Linked DNA regions of Arachis hypogaea: region 1 is linked to region 2. Evidence: chromatin contacts called from public Hi-C data. All regions are on one chromosome and are shown on one strand. Each heading gives the region's core, a stretch centred on a gene start, on an enhancer-like site or on the middle of the called end of the contact. The rest is flanking DNA. Distances are from core to core; before and after follow the strand shown.

What was found. A called contact is a pair of places that touch in the nucleus more often than the background predicts.
Region 1: a contact with region 2 is called in a Hi-C map of leaf, with 2.3 times the contacts expected there. The contact joins the promoter of LOC112743897 here to the promoter of LOC140178698 in region 2. A contact is called at or near these places in 2 of 8 Hi-C or Micro-C datasets (both in leaf).

The regions. Positions count from the first base shown.
Region 1 is chr14:121,346,970-121,353,691 of arahy.Tifrunner.gnm2.J5K5, reverse strand. LOC112743897 (protein PIN-LIKES 6) reads left to right here and starts at 2,442. Exons shown (of 11, transcript XM_072214786.1): 1 at 2,442-3,174; 2 at 3,360-3,439; 3 at 3,566-3,690; 4 at 4,383-4,504; 5 at 4,749-4,973; 6 at 5,407-5,481; 7 at 5,950-6,050; 8 at 6,459-6,511; 9 at 6,639-6,722. The coding sequence starts at 2,971.
Region 2 is chr14:120,948,781-120,955,238 of arahy.Tifrunner.gnm2.J5K5, reverse strand. It overlaps LOC140178698 (sucrose transport protein SUC1-like), which reads left to right and starts at 3,358. Exons shown (of 1, transcript XM_072215925.1): 1 at 3,358-3,846. The coding sequence starts at 3,358. The coding sequence ends at 3,846.

The sequences.
Region 1 (6,722 bases), core at 1,193-3,692, 400 kb before region 2:
AGATAATATTTTGGGTTAAGTACAATTTTGGTTCCTAAAATATTAGTCGAAATTTTTTTTTGTTTTTAACCTTTTTTTTTTCCATATAAAATTATTTCTAAGGTTTAACTTAATTTTAAAATGGTTTTTTTTACTTAAATTTTAAATTTTATTACCAATTTTTTTTGACAAAAAAATTATAAAATAAAAAAAAAGAGAAAAAAAAATAGATGAAAGGGATAATGGAATCACGCGAAGAGGGACGGAGGAGAAGAAGGAAGGGGAATGGGGGAGGGAATCGATGCCATCCTTCTTTTCCTTTTCCTACCACAGCACCGCCGCATGTCTCCTTACCCTCCTCTCTCTTCTCCTGTTTGCGCTAGCTTCGTCGCAGCGAACTCTTTATCCCCTCTCCTCGAACTTAAAATCCCCCGATCCCTAGCACCACTGTTGATACCCAAGCCACCGCGACGTCTCTCTCATTCGTCCTTCCTAACCTAGCCGTTCACCCTTTCTTGTCCTCAATTTTCTCATTGAACTGAGACCACCGAAGCTGGCTTTTTTTCTCCAACAAGCTGTTAGGGACGTCACCATCTTCATCAGCTTTTCTCTCGCTGAACCAGACACAGAGGATAACCCCTGTTCCACTTCCACCAGCAGCGGCCAACACTGTCACTGCAATTCCACCTATTCTACTTATGTTTCTTTTATTAATTACATTGTTAGATTTGTTGATTTTGTTAATCACATTGTTGTTGTTGACTCTGATTTCATTTTGATTGATTCTATCGTTCTTCTGCTTCTGATTCTGATTTTATTCTTCTGCTTCTGATATTTTGTAAGTTAAAATTCTATTTTTGATTTTTTAATATTTATTAGTTGAAATTTTGTTGCTACTGTTAAAATATTAATTGAAATTTTGGTGCTGCTGTAGAAATTTTAGTTGAAGAAAAAGAAAAAGAAGAATAGAAACTGAGTATTTTAATGAAGAAGGAGAGAGTAATTTGGTTCGAAAAACGATTTTAAAACCAAATTAAATCTTAGGGACGATTTTGTATGCAAAAAAAGTTGGAAACAAAAAATTTTTTGATTTATATCTTAGAAATCAAAATCGTACTTAATCCTAACATTTTTTATAAACAAATGTTCCGGGAAACATTTGATTATTTAAATGATTAATTAGTTTATTAGAAAAATGAATGAAATAACATATATAAATATAAACAAATACATAATATTTTATTGGTAATTGATTTTTTATGCATATAATATGTTTATATTTTTGGAAAAATTTTAAATGTATAGAAAATATCGGTATTTTAGTTGTTTTAACCGTTAATTTCAATTAATATATATTATATATATTATTTATAATCCAGATCAACAGAAACAACTGGAACCAGTATTTTCGATATACTTAAAACTTTTCTTATATTTTTTATCAATAAATTCAAATTTTAAAAATTAGAAAAGAAACCAAGTTCAAAATTAAATAGAAGAGCAGGTCCAAAAAAAAAAATTAAATAGAAGAGTAGTTGAGTGGTTCAGTAGTTGACTTAGAGTTGGAAAATAGACTGTTTCTAGGAAAAAAAAAAACAAAAAAAAGGAGTAATTAATTGTCAATAGACGAGATTCCCCTGCCATTCAATTTCAGATTTCCGGTTGACACATTTGATATTTCTTTCCTGTAACTCCCCTTCTTCCATATTTCATTCAACTCCTCTTAAATATATCTAACAGATTAATTGATATGTCAAATTAAGAAATATTATAGATAACTAAATTTAACTCATCATAAATAATAAACAAAATAATAATCATATGAAACATATAACAACGACAGCTCCCTTTCTTGTATTTATATGCCATATTCATTCATGTATATTAGATTTGAATTAAGAATTGACACTTCAACCTTTTTCTAATAAAATAAATAAATAAATCCTTAACTTTCTATCTCAAAAAAAATTTATTAAATTTAATTACAAATAAACTTTTTATTTTTATAAACTAAAAACATAGATATTTTATTGAAATTATCATTAAAAAAATTTGTATCTTCTATTTACAAAAATAATAATTTATTTATAATTTAATTTGTGGAAGAATTTATTTGTCTTCTTAATAAAAATAAGATAGCATTTGATGGAGAGGCAGAAACGAAAAAATTGAGACTGAAAAATAGGAACTAAGATAGATATTGAAATAAATCTCAGTATTCTATTTGGTACAAAGTGGCAGACAGAAATTAAAATAAGAATGAAGTTTTAATTTAATTTGTATAAAGATCTCAATCTCTAAAAATTTTAATCTCCATATGTTCCTACTTTTTGGAGGTACTGAAATACTGAAATTTTGGAAATTGAGACAACAATTTTAGTACCAGTCTCTATACTGAATCTCAATCTTCTAATCTCTATCTCAATACCTCAAAATAAATGCTACTTAAAAGACTTGCTTACCTTCTTCTCTAATAAAAATAAAACAGAGTTTTATTTATAAAATTAGAATTAAATTAGATTCGTGTATATAGTGACCAAAAAAAAATAGATTCGTGTATGTGTAATTATGATAAGTGAATGGGAATGTGATTCCTCTCTCTCTATCACACACACTTTCTTTTCTTCCTCCCCCTCTATTGGTTGTGATTGTGAGTGAGTGTTGTTTCTACGTCTCTGTAGAGAGGTAGAGAATAGAAGAGAAGAGAAGAAAGAAACAAGGGGAATCACATTGTTCTTGTGCACGTGCTCATGCAGGCGTAGCCTCCTTATAATAAATCTTCTTTCTTTTTTACTTCTTTCCTATTTTTGGTTTATTTTTTTGTTTCTTCATTTCTGTGTTCTTGTTCTGACTTAGAAAAAACCACACTCCCCTCCACCTGTTTGTAGAAAGTCTCAAATCAAACCAAAGCACCCTTTTTTGCTTCTCTTTGGGGGATTTTCAGATTGGATTGAATTAAATTGAGTTGTTCATCAAGGAAAGAAAAGAAGAATGGGAACTAGTGTTGGGAGGTTTCTAATGATGTTGCAGAATGAAGGGGCAGTTGGAAGTGGAGGAGGTGAATCAGTGTTAGACTCAATCAAGATTGCAGTGTTACCAATAGCAAAGGTGTTCACCATGTGCTTTTTGGGGTTCCTCATGGCTTCAAAGTATGTTAACATCTTACCTGCTTCTGGGAGGAAGCTCTTGAATGGGGTATATATGTCTTTTCTATTCTCTGTTTTTTAATTGCTCTATCTGTTGAATTGTTCTGTGTTTGCATCAATCATTATGAGTTTGGATACTGGTGTCAAAGACCAAAGCAGAAGAAAATGAAATTGAATTCTCCTTTCGTTTTCATTGTCTTTCTCTTTGTCTCACCCAATTTTCGGTTGTTGTAGCTTGTCTTTACACTATTGCTACCCTGCTTGATATTCTCTCAATTGGGACAAGCTGTTACCCTGGAGAAGATGCTAGCCTGGTAGGTGACAAATAAATAGTACTCAATTAACTCTCCCACCTTAAATTTTGTTATTTATTGTTATGGATAAATCACACTCACTACCGACACACATCATCAATTATTTGAGCTCTGATTTTTTTGCAGGTGGTTTATTCCAGTCAACGTTGTGCTGAGTAGCATATCAGGCTCAATAATTGGTTTTATTGTCGCCTCCATCATCCGCCCCCCATACCCTTTCTTCAAGTTTACAATTGTACATATTGGAATAGGTAATCAAATAGTCCTTTTTATGCTCTCTGTCTTTTTTTTTATCTGCACTTCTGATTATGATGACATGAGAGTCAGGACTGAATGTTGTAAAGAAAAGCAATAGAGGAATATAATTTGCAGGAGTGAGAGTTTTGTTCCGGTTGAGTGGATGCTTTAGATCATAAGGTTAGGAATTTGCATTAAAGAGAAAGTCGGGATGGATATATTTTGAAAGGGTAGTGTAATTTTACCTTACGTGGTTTTGTCATAAGTAAATTAGATTTATAGAAACCAAGTACGAAGAATAGTTTACATGGGGGGCAACATACTGGGTTGACCAATATGCTGGTAGGGTTGTAGAGAAAAAAAAAAGTTATGAAGAAAACACGTTGCAATTGTCACTACAAACTATAATCAAATATGGCCAAAGCCATGAAGCGTGGCTTGCTTTCAATGGGTTCTGGGCATACATGGTTTCTAACAAAAACAATGGCGTTGTTTGATTCATACAACCGACCTTACTTAGTGGAAAAAACACGAACTTTTCTTGTTATACTTTGATTGACATCTAAATCATAAGAGAAGGAATGAATGATTGATTCGTTATAATTGTTTACAATAAAATTTAAGAGCAGATATGTTGATTCTGTGTTTTATATGTTGGGTTTTTCTTGTGTTAAATTTAATTATATCGCTGCAAATTCCTATACAGGGAATATTGGGAACGTGCCGCTTGTCCTGATTGCTGCTTTATGTCGAGACACATCCAATCCTTTTGGTGACACTGAAAAATGCAGCACAGATGGAACTGCCTATATATCATTTGGCCAGTGGGTAGGTTCATAGATATCTTCTTGATAACTCCATCGTGTCTCAGTTATTGAATTCTAGTGCCTTGACTTATAACTTATTCACATAATCAGCTACAATATTAACTCTTAAGTTCAGGGTGGTTGATATAATGTAGAATAGTTTAAGTATATACTCAGGACTCAGAGTATATTGTTTAAGATCAAGAGTATATTGTTCTAGAAAACATACACAGGACTCGGGAGTTATTAATATTAATCTGTCGCAGGTTGGTGCTATCATCCTATACACGTATGTATTTAATATGTTGGCTCCTCCTCCAGAAGGCACATTTGACATTGATAATGAAAGCATTCCACTGAAGGGTGCTCCAAATAATGATGGCTCACCTGAACAAAATCAACGAACAACTCCATTGCTTGCTCCAAAGGAGGAGGAAACCCAAAAGGAAGAGGTCATTTTGACAGCATCAAATGCTTCAAGGGAATGGAAGGTGAGATTAACTTGATGAAGAGATTTATTATTATTATTATTATTATTATTATTATTATTATTATTATTATTATTATTATTATTATTATTTTCTGTGTTATTTTATTTTATTCATGTTATTTGATGAGTATCATTTTCATGATAATTTTTTGTAGAAGTTTAAGTTTAAGTTTATATAACTTCATATTCGCACCTAATGGGACAAGGCTCAGTTGTCATAACTTCTCAAACTTAACAGGCACAGGAATTTTAATATGATTCTGATGTTTATGTCTTTCAACTCCAATTGCCAAAATCTTCCTTTTTTGTTTGTGAATTGATGGTTTAATTTTTTATGTGTTGCACAATCCATGCAGTGCCTATTTAGATATGCCTATCCTCGATTACTTTTCTTCTTCTCTGGATCCAATGTTTACACATGGTTGCTAGTGCAGATTAAAGATATCTGGGCATTTCTTTATGAGAAGTTGAAGCTTAAGCAAATTATTCAACCCCCTATCATCGCATCGGTAAGCTTCTCTTTGTTAGACCTATAATTGATGTTTTTTCTTTTCCTCATTCTAGATGCTAGGTGTCCTCATATCCCTTCCTTTTGTGTTGCTGTCTTTGGTTGGAAAGTAAGGTTATTTCTTACTTGTCCTGGTATGGCAATCCAGTTTATATATGATACTTTTTCTTCAATATCTTTTAGAGCAATTATAGAAACAAATTTGTGCATTAAAAAAGAAAAAAAAATAATTCTAGTAATCAGCAGTGTACATGCCGAGTCTTATAGATGTCATATGAGGATTATGGATTTATCTAGTGATAATCATCACGTACCCAGAGCAAACACCCTTGGTATATATCTTTATTAGCAAGTAAAACTTGGAGCTTGGTTTAGTTGTCGTATTTTCACTATTTTGGTAAATGGATTCTTGTGCCAGTAGACAAACGAAGTTGATTTTTTTCTTGGTGTATTACGCATGTTTTCGCAGATTCTGGCCATGGTACTTGGTGCAGTCCCATTTCTCAAGAAACTCATCTTTACACCTGATGCCCCATTATTCTTCTTCACTGACAGCTGCATGATACTTGGGTATGCATATTGATTGCAGTAAATCCTTTTATTTAGTTTGTGTTCTTTTGTAAGTATTCATTATTCTGTGGAAACAGCATACCAACTTATGGAAATTTTACATTTTTCTTTGGGAAACACATGCATATAATAACCTTGATTATATCTGAAATAACAAGGAAGTAGACCTGTACATAGTTTCACCTTATTATTTCCTTTTAACTTGTAGAATTAAAATCTGCTTACTTGCAAAATGAATACTTTATACAAAAATGTATTGTTAGGAAAACATTTCAATCTTGTTTATGAGGTCATCCATGAATAGTTGGGCATCAAATATATGTTAAGAAACTATGTCACATGGTCTTAGATTAGCGATGGTTATGAATCTATTGATACTGGCTAATAGTTACTTTAATTAATGATCAGGGAGGCCATGATTCCGTGCATTTTGTTGGCACTAGGAGGAAACCTTGTTGATGGTAATTTCATAAAGCTCTTGTCACAAGTGTCATATTTAATCTAATTTCATTTATCATGTGTATTGGATTCCATGTATTGGTTCTTACAACAGGAATATATAAATGAATCATGGTTATCTGTCTGCAGGACCTGGAAGTTCAAAACTTGGTTTTCGGACAACTGCTGCTATCATTTTTGGGCGGCTGGTTTTAGTGCCTCCCGCTGGACTTG
Region 2 (6,458 bases), core at 2,109-4,608:
CCGAAACATTACTAATATTTTCTCTTTCATTGAACGCATTTAACAATTTTATTGTATCTTACAGATTATGTCTTGAAAAGTCGAAAAAAAATATTTGAGTCATTGCTATCTTATACTCTAGTTTTTCTATTCAATTTTTCTATGATGGCTACTCTGCTTGTTATGTAAAAATAATGTTTAATGATATCTTAAAAAATTACCAAAATAGGTTGAATATTTGAATTCCTATATATTCTTATTACATATACTCTATATGTAAGTCAAATTAAACTCTACAATACGTTTATAAGTCTCACTTACTATCCTTTTCTTTGAAATTTCATATCTTGCAGTATCCCTTTAATCTTGTTTAACTATCTTATTCATTTTGCCAAGTTAATTAAACACAAACACTACGATCCTCAGCTATTTGCACTTAATGATCCTCTTGATAATGATTCAGATTCCTCCTTACTTAAGCCCCAATGATGATAACCATACAAGTTGTGCTAATACTCGCTATGATTGTGGGAAGATTAAACTGAAAGGTTTTATAGAACCACTTAAAAGATTCAGAGAAAGAAAAAAATAGTAAGCTCAGCTCTATGAGAAAGAGCAGTGATAGGTTTGGAAGGAAAAGAAAAATTAAAATAGAGACAAAAACTAGTAAAGAGAGTGTAATCAAGTTTCATTTTATTTCAGAATCACATACTTGCTAAGCCAAGTTTGCTATACATATATATACATGGCTAGTGACTATTGAAGCTCAAGACTTATCAAAAAGGACGCTAGTCACTAATCAAGAAAGACAGCAATACAAAGAAAGACAACAATGCAGTTTTACACACTGCTCTTGTACACTATTACTCTCTATCCTTAATACCACTAAGACTGCTACTTCCATATTGCTAATTGATGAAGTGTTTAAACTGCATAGCTATAAGCATTTCACAAGATTATTATGTATTATCTAAGTATTAATCTTGTCTTTAATTTTACCATGTCTAAGTTATTGATCTTTTACATTTTAGGATCATCTTCAAAGTGGAACTGGCGGCTTTTTAAGACTGTTGTAGGTAAACACTAAAGTTAATTAAATTTCTCTTTATAATTATTATCATCATCTCATTGTTAACGTGTATAAAAAAATAATTTGTTACCAAAAATCTTTTTTTATAATTATAAGTGTTCTTTCAATATATATATATATATATAGGGGGATAATGTTGTGTACAAAGGGAAGTTATCTGATGGTCATCTTGTTGCAGTGAAAGTGATAAATGAATGAAAAAGGGAGTGAAAAAGAATTCATAAATGAAATTGCTAGTATTAATAGAATATTTCATGTGAACATTATCTTTTTTTTAGAATTTTGTAACGAGAGAAACATAAGAGCACTCATTCATAAGTTCATATTTTAATAGTTCATTGGATAAGTTCATTTATGAAAATGGATCTCCAACTCCTACTTGCAATTTGGATTGGAACCAAATTGCAATTGGCATAGCTCGTTGATTAGAATATTTGCATTGAAGATGTGGTACAAGAATTTTATATCTTGATATTAAATTTTAAAATATTCTTTTGGATGAAGATTTTTGTCCTACAATTTTTTATTTTGGATTAGTCAAGATATGTCAAAAGAAAGAGAGTATTGTGTCCATATTGGGAAGAAGAGGAACAATTGGATATATTGCACCTGAAGTATTTAGTCGCATTAATGGTAGTGTTTTGCACAAATCTAATGTATATAGTTATGGCATGTTAATTCTTGAAATGGTTGGAGGAAGAAAGAACTACGAGAATAGACGGTCAAATTCCAGCGAAATGTACTTCTCAGATTGGATTTACAAAGATCTTGAATAAGGTAACATACTATCTCATATTCACTCACTTGTGACAGATGAAGAAAATGATCTGATAAAAAAAAATATTTTTAATGAGTTTATGATACATTCAATTTCAAACAAATTCATCACATAGACCATCAATTAATAAAGCAGTAGAAATGATAAAAAGATCACTGCACTCAATACCATTTCTTCCTAAGCCTTTCTTGTATTCTACTTCAAGTCTACGCTTACAAATTTCACGTATATCTTCCAGCAACATGGATGATGAGTCCAATTCAATGACCACGGTAAAAGATGGCTCCCTAGAATCAAATGAAGCAAAAGAGAGAAAGGTTGTGATAATTGGTGATGATTTTGATCCTTGATGTTTGATTGAGATGAGAGATAATTGATGATATTAAATTTGTTGGCTACAATTATCCAAGTGTGAGGATCTATAAATAGAACAGTTATGTAAAGGATACTTATCCTATTTAAACATATTTATTTAAGACTTTTTTAAGAGAATAATTTGTTCTTTTTATTTTATGAAGCACTAAATTATCTAGCATATCTATTATTTTAAAGCCCAATATATCACTCAAGTTTATGTTAGTGCATGCATTATGAGAACGACTATGTTATATGTACACTAAAATCAGTTATTAAAGTCGGCCATCAATATAAAATATATATTAGAATACAAATACTCATTGAAAATAAATTAAATCACACATGTATAATATGAATAATATTGTTGTTATGAATAATATTGTTGTTATGAAATCTGTAGAAATACATGATCTTCACGTGCAGGCTTGCATGCGTGGTAGAAGATAGCGGGCACAAAGAGGAAGGTATTCGAAAGTGGGCACAAAGAGAAGAAGCTTTGGAGGGAGGTAGTCCTTGGCTGGACAAGAGGTGAGTTAAAATAAGAGTTTGTTAAACTAAAGCTTTGGTTGAAGAAAAATAAGGTGATGATGATTTATTTTAACCCACCTCTTGAGTAGCAGAGGACTACCTCCCTCCAAAGCTGCTCGTCTTTTTGCCCACTTTCTAATACCTTCCTCTTTGTGCCTGATACCTTCTACCTCCCTCCAAACTCTCTTCTTTGTGCGCAGTTACATACCTTCTTCTTCAATAGCCATGAGTTCACCGACAGAATCAGGCTCCACACCGGCGGAGCCAATCTCAATGTGGAAGCTTGTTTTGGTGGCCTCCATTGTTGTCAGGATCCTCCTTGTCAACGCTGTCCAGATAGCATAGCTAATACCAATCTTTGTGGAGTTCAGAATACCGGATAAATGGATCTCTTTGGTGTGGCTCATCGGCGCCGTTTCTAGCTCTGAGTTCCATCCCTTACTTAGTTCAGAACACCTGTAAACTCGGGTGGCAGCACCGTCCTTTTATGTTTGCGGGTGCCGTTGGCCCCACCATAGCTTTTTTGACAATTAGATTCGCCAAAGACATTGGGCACGCCTTTGGAGACAACCTCTCCGAGTATACTCAGCATCGCGCCTTAATCATTTTTGGGATCGGATTATAGATGTTGGAGATTTCGATCAACATGATCGATGCCCGCTGCAGAGACTTCCTAGATGATCTTGCTAGCAGAGACCAACCAAAGATCAGACTGGCATACCAATTCTTCTCATTCTTCATGGCAGTCAGAAATAAACTGGGTTACTTGGCTACCTTATTTAGCATATTCGATGTTTTGTTGGCATTCACCGTGACAAAAGCATGTGATAGGTTCTGCGCAAATATGAAAAGCATATCAATTCTCTCAATCCTTCTTCTACAGTTATTGACGGCTGTGGTTGTGTTCTGCGTCCAGAAAAAGCTAGCATTACCTGAGAAGGAGTCAAGTGGGAGAGAAGAGGATGATGACAGATGCGCACAAGTTAAATGCTTTCGAGAAATGTTTCGGACCATGAAGAGGCGGAATAAAACCCAACATGTTATTCAGCCTCTTCATGGTCCGAAACATTTCTCGGAAGCATTTGACTCCTCTTCCCTCTTCCCTCACACTTGACTCCTCCTTAGGTAATGCTATCTTGTTCTGGACGCAGAACAGAGCCACAGCCGTCAATAACGATAGAAGAAGGATTGAAAAAATATATATGCTTTTCGCATTTGTGCAGAACCTATCACATGCTTTTGTCATGGTGAATGCCAACATAACATCGAATATACTAAATACTGTGGCCAAGTAACCCAGTTCATTTCCGACTGCCATGATGAATGAGAAGATGTAACAACCCAACCTTCAATACGTCATGATCGTACCAAAAGTAAGGTGTTACTAACCTATTTTCCTTACTAACTATTTAATATTGAGCTTTTAGTTCGAACTCGCACTTCAATCTTTAATAAAATGCTATAAAGTTGTTTATAACTCATTAAAAATCATATATCAGGCATCACCAATTAACAATAATTATATAATTACTAATAATAATAAATCTTATACAAGTAAAGCAAAATAAAACTCAGATACAATACCTATCCCTCTGTATAAAATAAAAATCTTAAGCAACAAGCGAGGGAACTCTATGAAGTAACACAACGCATAGATAAAGTCAATAATCGCCCGCAGCTTCAAACTGAGTCTTCGAACCTATCACTGAAAGGGTGGAAGATATTGGGGTGAGAACAAACCACACGTCCTCAGTAGGGAAGGGAATACCATCAAAGCAAAGAAATACTTGCAAATAGAATTAATTTCTTCATAAAACAGTTTATCCGTGAAATAACCTTTTTGAAAAGTTTGGTACAAAGCTTACTTTGAAAGGTGTTTAAAGAAATCCCTTCAATTTACAAATCAGTAAGATGAATAGTTTAAAGAAGCAAAAAGGATAAAATACGTGCCTAGTGACTTCCTATCCAACTTACCTCGCTCGCTCCTATCCAAATAATACATACATTAGGATACTCAGGGAACACCTAGTCCACCTACTTCAACTTTCATTACCACAAACAAAAAAAAAAACATCTTCATCACATCTCCTCTAAAAAAGGTCTCTCAGATAAACATACACATACAGGACAAACAAGAAAATCACAGATAAGATTCAAGTACAGCAAGTAAAGCAAGTAGCAGATAAACATGGCTAAGCAATTAGGCAAATCAAAACAACTGCACATTCAATCAAAACATACAAATGCATATGGTGCATGCTGTCCTATGGCTGATGAGGCTCATCTGTCGGTTATCCAGCCAACCCGACAAGTCTGAATTGTCCTTAGACTGTCCCCCGACGTGCATCCCCAAGAGTCTATGCATAGCTTTTTCTCAAATAATCAATATTGCTCAATAGGGGTAACATTTCCGGGAATTTATATAGTGCCCGGTCACACTTACGTCGTAGGGTCAACAAAGTATCGAGTCTCAACCTGGTACACATGGTGGCAAGCCACGGTACTTTACCCAGGGAAACTCGTATCTCAGATAATTCAAATAAATAAGTCATATGAATATTTCAATCATAATTCTTCAATATCCACATCATTCTCAACCATGTTTCATTCATCACAAATCTTGTCATCAATATCATGACCAACATTATCAATCACAGTCATCACTCCACACTACTATAATTATCCAGCACTATAATTATCCAAGATCATCACCAGACCTCAAACAACTCAATTGTCATTAAATTACACCTCAATTTCAAAGACAACCTTTAAATAACTCACTAAACTCGCCTCCAAATTAACACCACATGTTTTTCTTCATATCTCTTAAAATAACTTTCTTCCTCTTTTTCATTAAAAACCTTAGACTTCCTTTCCTTTCCTATTCCCAAACCCTTGAATTTATACTCAATTTACTATTTTAAAGTATTTTTCTAGTTAATCAAATCTCTTTTCATCATTAGAAATCACATGAGTTTTAAAACTACAAGTTAATCAAATCATAAAAATCCAAGTCTCTTCAATAATCTTTAAAAACATTCAAACATACTTCTCTCATTAAAGATGCTTAAATCAAAATCATTTTTGAAATCACATCCAAAATTACTTCGAAATTCTTAGAAAAATTTCGACAGCACCTCCCCTAAAAATTGGAGTTTGTCACCCATTACGGGTCCCCTCTTTTCAACTTCGGCCCAATCAAAACCAACATTTCAAATCAACATTTCCAAATCCATTTTGCATAATCAATAAAAACCACTTTCAAACAAAGGTTCAACATCAACATATTCAATAATTTTTTTGCCATAAACTCAAAAATTTGATAAATTAATAATCAATTCAGCCACAATTTCAATCACAGCAGAAAATCATTTCAAGTACAGAAATTAATTCACTTGCATTAATCTACTAGACTCATCAGGTATTCAATCCCAAAATATTTTAACTTTTGAATAATCCCCTACCTCAATTTAGTTAAACCCGCGTAGATTAAATGTGACAACTCCCTTCCCTTTTTATTTCATGGCAGCAGCGGCAACAATTCCACGATGATAATGGTAGTTACAGCAGAATAGAGAATCCAAATAGAATAGGTATTGAAAGTGAACACAGCCCTGAGAATTTCAAAACAGGGCATATACTAGAATTAAATCAAAACAAGCGTGGCAATGACAATAAAATGTGCAAATGGAACATAATCAAGGAGAAGAACAAACCAGAATTGAA